Linked DNA regions of Sus scrofa: region 2 is linked to region 1. A link is a contact called in public HiChIP or PLAC-seq data. All regions are on one chromosome and are shown on one strand. Each heading gives the region's core, a stretch centred on a gene start, on an enhancer-like site or on the middle of the called end of the contact. The rest is flanking DNA. Distances are from core to core; before and after follow the strand shown. Region 1 holds the start of XRCC2 (DNA repair protein XRCC2). Region 2 holds the start of KMT2C (histone-lysine N-methyltransferase 2C).

Evidence for each region. HiChIP or PLAC-seq counts read pairs in DNA pulled down with a chosen protein or histone mark.
Region 2: an H3K27ac HiChIP or PLAC-seq map of alveolar macrophages shows a contact between it and region 1. The contact joins the promoter of KMT2C here to the promoter of XRCC2 in region 1. A contact is called at or near these places in 1 of 47 Hi-C or Micro-C datasets (embryonic fibroblasts) and 1 of 2 datasets of contacts at active chromatin or transcription factors (alveolar macrophages).

The regions. Positions count from the first base shown.
Region 1 is chr18:4,806,849-4,810,064 of Sscrofa11.1, forward strand. It overlaps XRCC2 (DNA repair protein XRCC2), which reads left to right and starts at 1,580. Exons shown (of 3, transcript XM_003134536.6): 1 at 1,580-1,742. The coding sequence starts at 1,704.
Region 2 is chr18:4,991,462-4,994,677 of Sscrofa11.1, forward strand. It overlaps KMT2C (histone-lysine N-methyltransferase 2C), which reads left to right and starts at 1,752. Exons shown (of 62, transcript XM_021079123.1): 1 at 1,752-1,786; 2 at 2,710-2,871. The coding sequence starts at 2,711.

The sequences.
Region 1 (3,216 bases), core at 330-2,829:
ATTCGTTAACCACTGTGCCACAACGGGAACGCCTATCCTATGTATTTTTTTTTTTTTTTTTTTTTTTTTTTTTTTTTAGGTATTATGTTATTTCCGTCCTTCACAGCCAAGTTTCTTTGAAGAACTGTATGCATGGTCTTTGCTTCTGACTTCTCGTGAAGGTATCTGCCCACTACAATCATTACAACAAAGTAATATGGGCTAAAATTGTGCCTTGGTTTCCTCATCTGTACAATGGGGGTAATAGCAGTACCTGCCTCGAGACTGTGTGGACTAAGTGGGTTATTATATAGAAAGCCCTCAGGAAAGGGCCTGACGCATAGCGAGCCCTGTAAGAGTTAAGTATCATTACTAACATTACAACCATCTCTTTTTTTTTTTTCTTTTTCGGCTGTAGCCATGACATAAGGAAGTTTCCTGGGCAGGGATGGAATCCCAGCCACCCCTTCCCCAATGCTGGGTCCTTAACCTGCTGCATCACAGTGGGAACTCCTAATCATCTCTTAATTACACAGCTGCAAGCATACAGCTAAGAAAAAGAGAACTGAGAGTGCCAATCTCAAAATGCTGCCCAACTAAATAACACTTACAGATGTTGGAAAGTGTTTTTTTGTTTGTTTGTTTTTTGTTTTGTCTTTTTAGGGCCACACCCGTGGCATATGGAGGTTCCCATGCTAGGGGTCCAATCAGAGCTGTAGCCGCCAGCCAGTGCCACAGCCACGCGGGATCTGAGCCAAGTCTGCAACCTACACCACAGCTCACGGCAACGCCAGATCTTTAACTCAGTGAGCGGGGCCAAGGATGGAACCTGCGTCCTCATGGATGCCAGTCAGGTTCGTTAACTCCTGGAAAATGGGTTTTTAACATACACATTTCAGTAAATGACTTAATAGACTATAAACTCCAATCAGGTACGTCTCTTACTCTTCTGTTTCCAGAACTTGGCACAAGGTCTGGCATATAGCAAATACTCAATATAGGACTACCTTCCTAACATTGTATCTATCTTAATGGGCAGGCATTTGATACCAAATAGTAGCAGAATTCTTCGGCCTCCAAAAAGAACTCAATAGCACTTCCTGCTGTGGTGCAACGGGATTGGGGGCGTCTCTGCAGCCACAGGACTCAGGTTCGAACCCCGACTTGGTGCAGTGAGTTAAAGGATCAGGCGTTGGCACAACTGCTACTCAAATTTGATCCCTGGGAGCTCTATATGCCACGGGGTGGCCAAAAAAAAAAAAAAAAAAAAGGCAAGAAGAACTTGATAAATCTTCTGGCTCCCTGTATTTTTAAAAGTTCATTTAAATTTCGTGTACTCTTTTTTTTTTTTTCCAGAATTAACCATGAACAGAGCCAGCCAGGGGCTTTCAACCCAAGAGAGAACAGAAAGGCCTGCTTGCTCCGTAAATGTTCTGGCTGGTTTTACCTAATAAAAGCAAATTGAAGTTTATGAGAGAGAAGAAAATAAAATCACCAGCTGTCTCCCCGTCTCCTAGGAGACGGGGTCTGACGTCACCCGAGGCGGGGCGGGCACCAGCCCTAGTGCGCAAGCCCGCCGCCTCCGCGGCCGCGCCGGACGCAGTGCGCATGCTCGCGCCCGGGTCAGCGGTCCGCGCCTGTGACTGGCTGCGGCGCCCGCGCGGCGCGGCGAGGACGCTGCTGGCGGGAAGGTTGAGTGGCTGGTGCGCCGAGCCTCCGGGGCGATGTGTAGTGACTTCCACAGGGCCGAGTCTGGGACGGAGGTGAGAGCCGCCGGGATAGGAGCCAGGGAGACGCGGACAGGGCGGCGGGCGGGCGAGGGAGACCGGAGGGCGCGGGAGGCCGGGGCGCGCCGGGGGGGAGGCAGGCGTGCGGGGCCCGGACGCCGGCGCCCCGGAGCCCCGCCCCCCCAAACCCGTTCCCCCGGGTCTGCGGAGGCCTCAGTGCGAGCACAGGTGGCTGTGAGGTGCGAGCCCTCGTTAGCGTTGTGGTCCACACCTGTCCCACGTTGACCACCGACGTGGTGAGCGGTGCGCGAGAAGCCAGGAAAAGCGGGGGGGTCGCTCGTGGAGTTTTCTAGAACAGTGGTTGAGTAGGTGGCGCCACCCTCTCCCTCTATTTTGTCCGTCTTGCTTGTGGCACCCAGCCCTCGCTCTCGCAGTTTATATTAGCCGCCTAAGTACCCAGGGCCTCACAATCCGTTTGACGCCTGCAAGAATTGATTCGGGTTGAGCCGGCAAGTATCGAGCTCTCATTATGTGTCACCCGCTGGTCAAGGAAGATGAGTAAGAAACGGAAGAGCCTCCGCTGTTGCAGAGCTGGAAATGCGCGTGGTAAATCGTGCTGTGCGTTCGAGGGGTGCGCATCCTAGAAGACTAACTGGGAGGAGGAGGTGTCAGCTGAAGTTTTAGGGACTTGGACGTTGGCTTGGTCAGGAGGGGGTGGCATTTGGAGCAGGAAGTTGCACGTATGTGAGTCCTGCGTTGAGCAAGAGCGTGGCTGGTGGAGGAGAACGGCAAGTAGGTTTTTGTAGTTGGACCAGAGCTAACGAGGGGAAACAGTGTTGGGAAGTAAGTTGAGAAATAGGCAAAGGTGGGTCCTGGAGGATCTTTTATACAGACAGGGAGAGGAAGCAATACTCCGAAATACTCCGAGCAAGCTTTTTCTGTAAAGGACCAGATAGGCAACCTTTAGGCTTTGCGGGCCATTTGGTCTCTGTCCGACTGCTCAGCTCTGCAGTTCTCCTGTGAAGGCAGCCAGAGATGTGTAAACAGAAGAGCATGGCTGTGGTCCAGGAAACCTTTTATCTTTTTTAAACTTTAGGATTTGGCCTGCTGGCCAGAGTTGGCCAACCCTTGCTCTTTGAGAGTCCAGACACTGCAGGGTATAAGAACTGCTCCAGTTACAACCTTACTGAAATGATCATTTGAAACCCAGGTTAAACTCGGATGCTTTCTGCAATCATAGCAAGCCTAGGATCCAAAAAATGAGAGCCCAGAACAGTCAAATCATTGAACAGAGAATTTAGCATCATATTGTTTGCTTACCACAGCTGTTTGGAGATCCTAAGCAAGGTTGCCTCACTCATGTTACTTTGGAGTGTGTGTGTGTGAGGGGGGGGGACACACGGCGACCTGAGCTGGACAGTGGATGTCCCTTCATTCTTTTTCCTTTTCCTTCTTTTCGACGTTCCCAGGCCCAAGATGGGACCTGCTTCATAGCAATGACAACACTGGA
Region 2 (3,216 bases), core at 502-3,001, 180 kb after region 1:
TCTTTTATTTTTCCAGGAGCACCACTGCACAAACCTCTTTTTTTTTTTTTTTTTTGGCCATACCTGTGGCATTTGAAAATTCCTGGTTCAAGGATCAAACCCGAGTCACTGCAGTGACAACCCCAGATCCTTAACCCGCTGTGCCACAAGAGAACTCCCCAAACCTCTACTTCTACCCTTTCATTCAGTCCTCCCACTTTTATGTTCCCAATCCCTAGTTGTTTCCTTTTAAAACGTGTTTCCAGCAGGAGTGACTTGCAGTTTGCATGATCGGATCCTTAAGTCCTCCCAAATGCTCAAGTAAATTGTCCTGATGTGGAATTTTGTGCATACGAAACGTACAGTTGGGGATGACTAGTTCAGACTTTCAGTACTGAACGCAGATAATCATTTGGATCAATAATTCAGTTTTTGAAAGGATACTTTAGCGCAAGGTACAGAAAAATAAAAAGGGTCATAAACGATCACTTTATAAGTTTATGATTAGTTATGTAGATGTTCTATTTCTATGTACAATAGACACTTTTAATTTATAGTTTGCATTTGCCAAGCCAGCTTCTCCCCAACCTCAAATTTTAAATTAATAACTTGAAAAAGGCAGCAGGAATTAAACTGAAGGAATTCAAATGACTATGTTATTGTAGTTCTCATTTCAGCCATTTCAGAAAACTATGGTTTTAGTCAGAATAGGCTCTGGAAATCAAACTGTGTCTTTGCCCAAAGAAGAAACAGGATTCAAAGTTTACACTTCTGGCTATTGGGAGGAAGGGAAGGCAAATAACGTAGCAGGGAAAATCAGCTTATTATTTTTACCTTATACTGAAACTGTTGTGAAGATTGAAAAAACCATAATCAGAAAGTGCCTAGTGTGTCCGGCCTAGAGCAAAAAATGATAGTTTACGCCAATCCTTTTGAAATGGTTGATAGGTCTTTCTCCCAATTCAAAGTCCCCTAGTGAGTGGAGAGGAGACGAGCCCAGAGCCCAAGTGTTAATCCCGGTGAGAATAAGAAACCCAGACTCCCGCCTTTGAACTCTCCTTCCTAAGCGCACATTGCCGATTTTCTCATTCGAGCCCCATTTCCCTTTTACCGTTCTCAATGTGTTACTCGAGGTGGCTTACAAGAACTTCGACTTTTGTCGCTTCATCACAACACACGGAACGTTAAGAAACCGCGTTGGGATTTTATCGGTTTATTATGACTTTCAGCATTTTCTTCCTCAAAATGTCATCGTCCTTTTTGTCTAACAGCTTTATAAACCCTTTCTGGATCATTAAAAAAAGGACGCTGTGATAACGAAACTACCCTCGGAATTGGATTAGAACGAAGTTGCACTCCATTTTTCTCCATAGACGCGCATTAAAACGAAAGAACGCTGAACGTGCGCCCGGCGGAGTCCCTCTGGGCCGGTCTACGCGCCCCGCCGGGGGCGGGGGGAGGGGGGAGGGGGAGGCGGGGGGGGGGAGGGGAGGGGAGGCGCCCAGGGGAGCCCAGGTCCGGCCGCGCGTGGCGCCGGACCTGCCCTGCGCTCCCCTGCACGTCCAGGGAGGCCGAGCGCCTTCGCAGCGGGGACGCGGCCCTCCTCATCCTCGCTCTCCCTCCGCGGAGTTCCCCGACCCCGATCCCGGATTATCCTATCCGCAGCTTGGCGCTCTCCGGAGCCGGAGCCGGAGCTGCCGCGCCGCCCGACCGCCGCGTCAGAGGAGGAGGGAGCGGGGGCGGGGGAGGGGCGGTGAGGTCAGCGGCGCGGCGCGTCCGCGGGCGGCGCATGCGCGGAGCGAGCCCCGTGAGTGGCAGCGGTGGCGCGCGGGGGGCGGTGGGGCCAGCGGAGTGGGGGAGGGGGCGGGGGCGTCGCGGCGGCCGTGTGTGGGCGAGACGGCGGCGAGTTTGAGAGGTCTGTGGTGCGGGGCGCCCGGGGGAGACCCGGCGCGGCCCTCGCGCGACGGCCACGGTCGTGTGTGTGTCTGTGTGTGGTACACGCACACCCGCAAAACTTCCTCCTCCCCTGCCCAGGAGGGCGGGCGCGGGCGCTGAGGGGCCGGCGCTCGCGCAGCCCGGAACCCACAACAACTGGAGCAGCTGTCAAAACTTCGCCGCCGCCGCCCGGCCAGACGCGGCTCGCGCGGGGGAGGGGCAGCCGGCGGGGGGCGCGACCCCCGCCCGCCCGCCAGCCAGCCCCGCGGGCCCGCCGCTCCCCGCGCCGCGGCCCCTCTCTCCTCCCCGCGGCGGGCGGCCTGGGGGAGGGGCGCGGGCGGAGACCCCGGGGCCGGCACCCCCCCCCCGTGCCCCGCAGTAGCCCCGCCCCGCCCCGCCCGGCGCCGCCCGCCCCGCGCCCGCGCCCGCACCCGCGCCCGCACCCGCACCGCCCGGCGCCCGCCCGCCCCGCCCGCACCTCCCCGCCCCGGCCCGGCCCGGCCCGGCCCCTCCCTCCCGCCCGCCCCGCCCGCCGCCCCCCGCCCGGCCCCTGCGCGCCGAGGTGCGCGCGCCCGCGCGTATGTGTGTGAGTGCGTGTCCTGCTCGCTCCATGTTGCCGCCTCTCCCGGTACCTGCTGCTGCTGCTCCCGGGGCTGCGGGAAATGCGAGAGGCTGAGCCGGGGAGGAGGAACCCGAGCAGCAGCGGCGGCGGCGGCCGCGGCGGCGGCGGCGGCGGCGGCGGGAGGAGCCCCCCAGGAGGAGGACCGGGATCCATGTGTCTTTCCTGGTGACTAGGATGTCGTCGGAGGAGGACAAGAGCGCGGAGCAGCCGCAGCCGCCGCCACCACCCCCCGAGGAGCCCGGAGCCCCGGCCCCGAGCCCCGCAGCCGCAGACAAAAGACCTCGGGGCCGGCCTCGCAAAGATGGCGCTTCCCCTTTCCAGAGAGCCAGAAAGAAGTAAGTTGAGTGTGAGGGAGCCAGGCCGGGAGCCAGCCGCGGCGCCGGCCCGGAGCTGTCACCGGCGCGCCCGGCCCCGCCGCCCCCGCGCGCCCCCGGCCGCCCCCGCGGGGTGGGGGTGGGGCCCGCGCCAGCCGCGCGGCTCCGGCCCGGGGCGCCCGCCCGCCCCGCGCCCCGCGCCCCGCGCCCGGCCTCCCGCGGCCGCCCCGCACCTCCTTCCGCCCGGCCGGGCTCCGACGGCTCGCGCCGCCGTCACACTTTACTTTTTAGTTTGGCCCTCGCGCCGTGTTTTCTCGGAGCTTCTGGTTTTGGCGACGTTTCTGGCAGATTCCTCTTGGGCTCGCC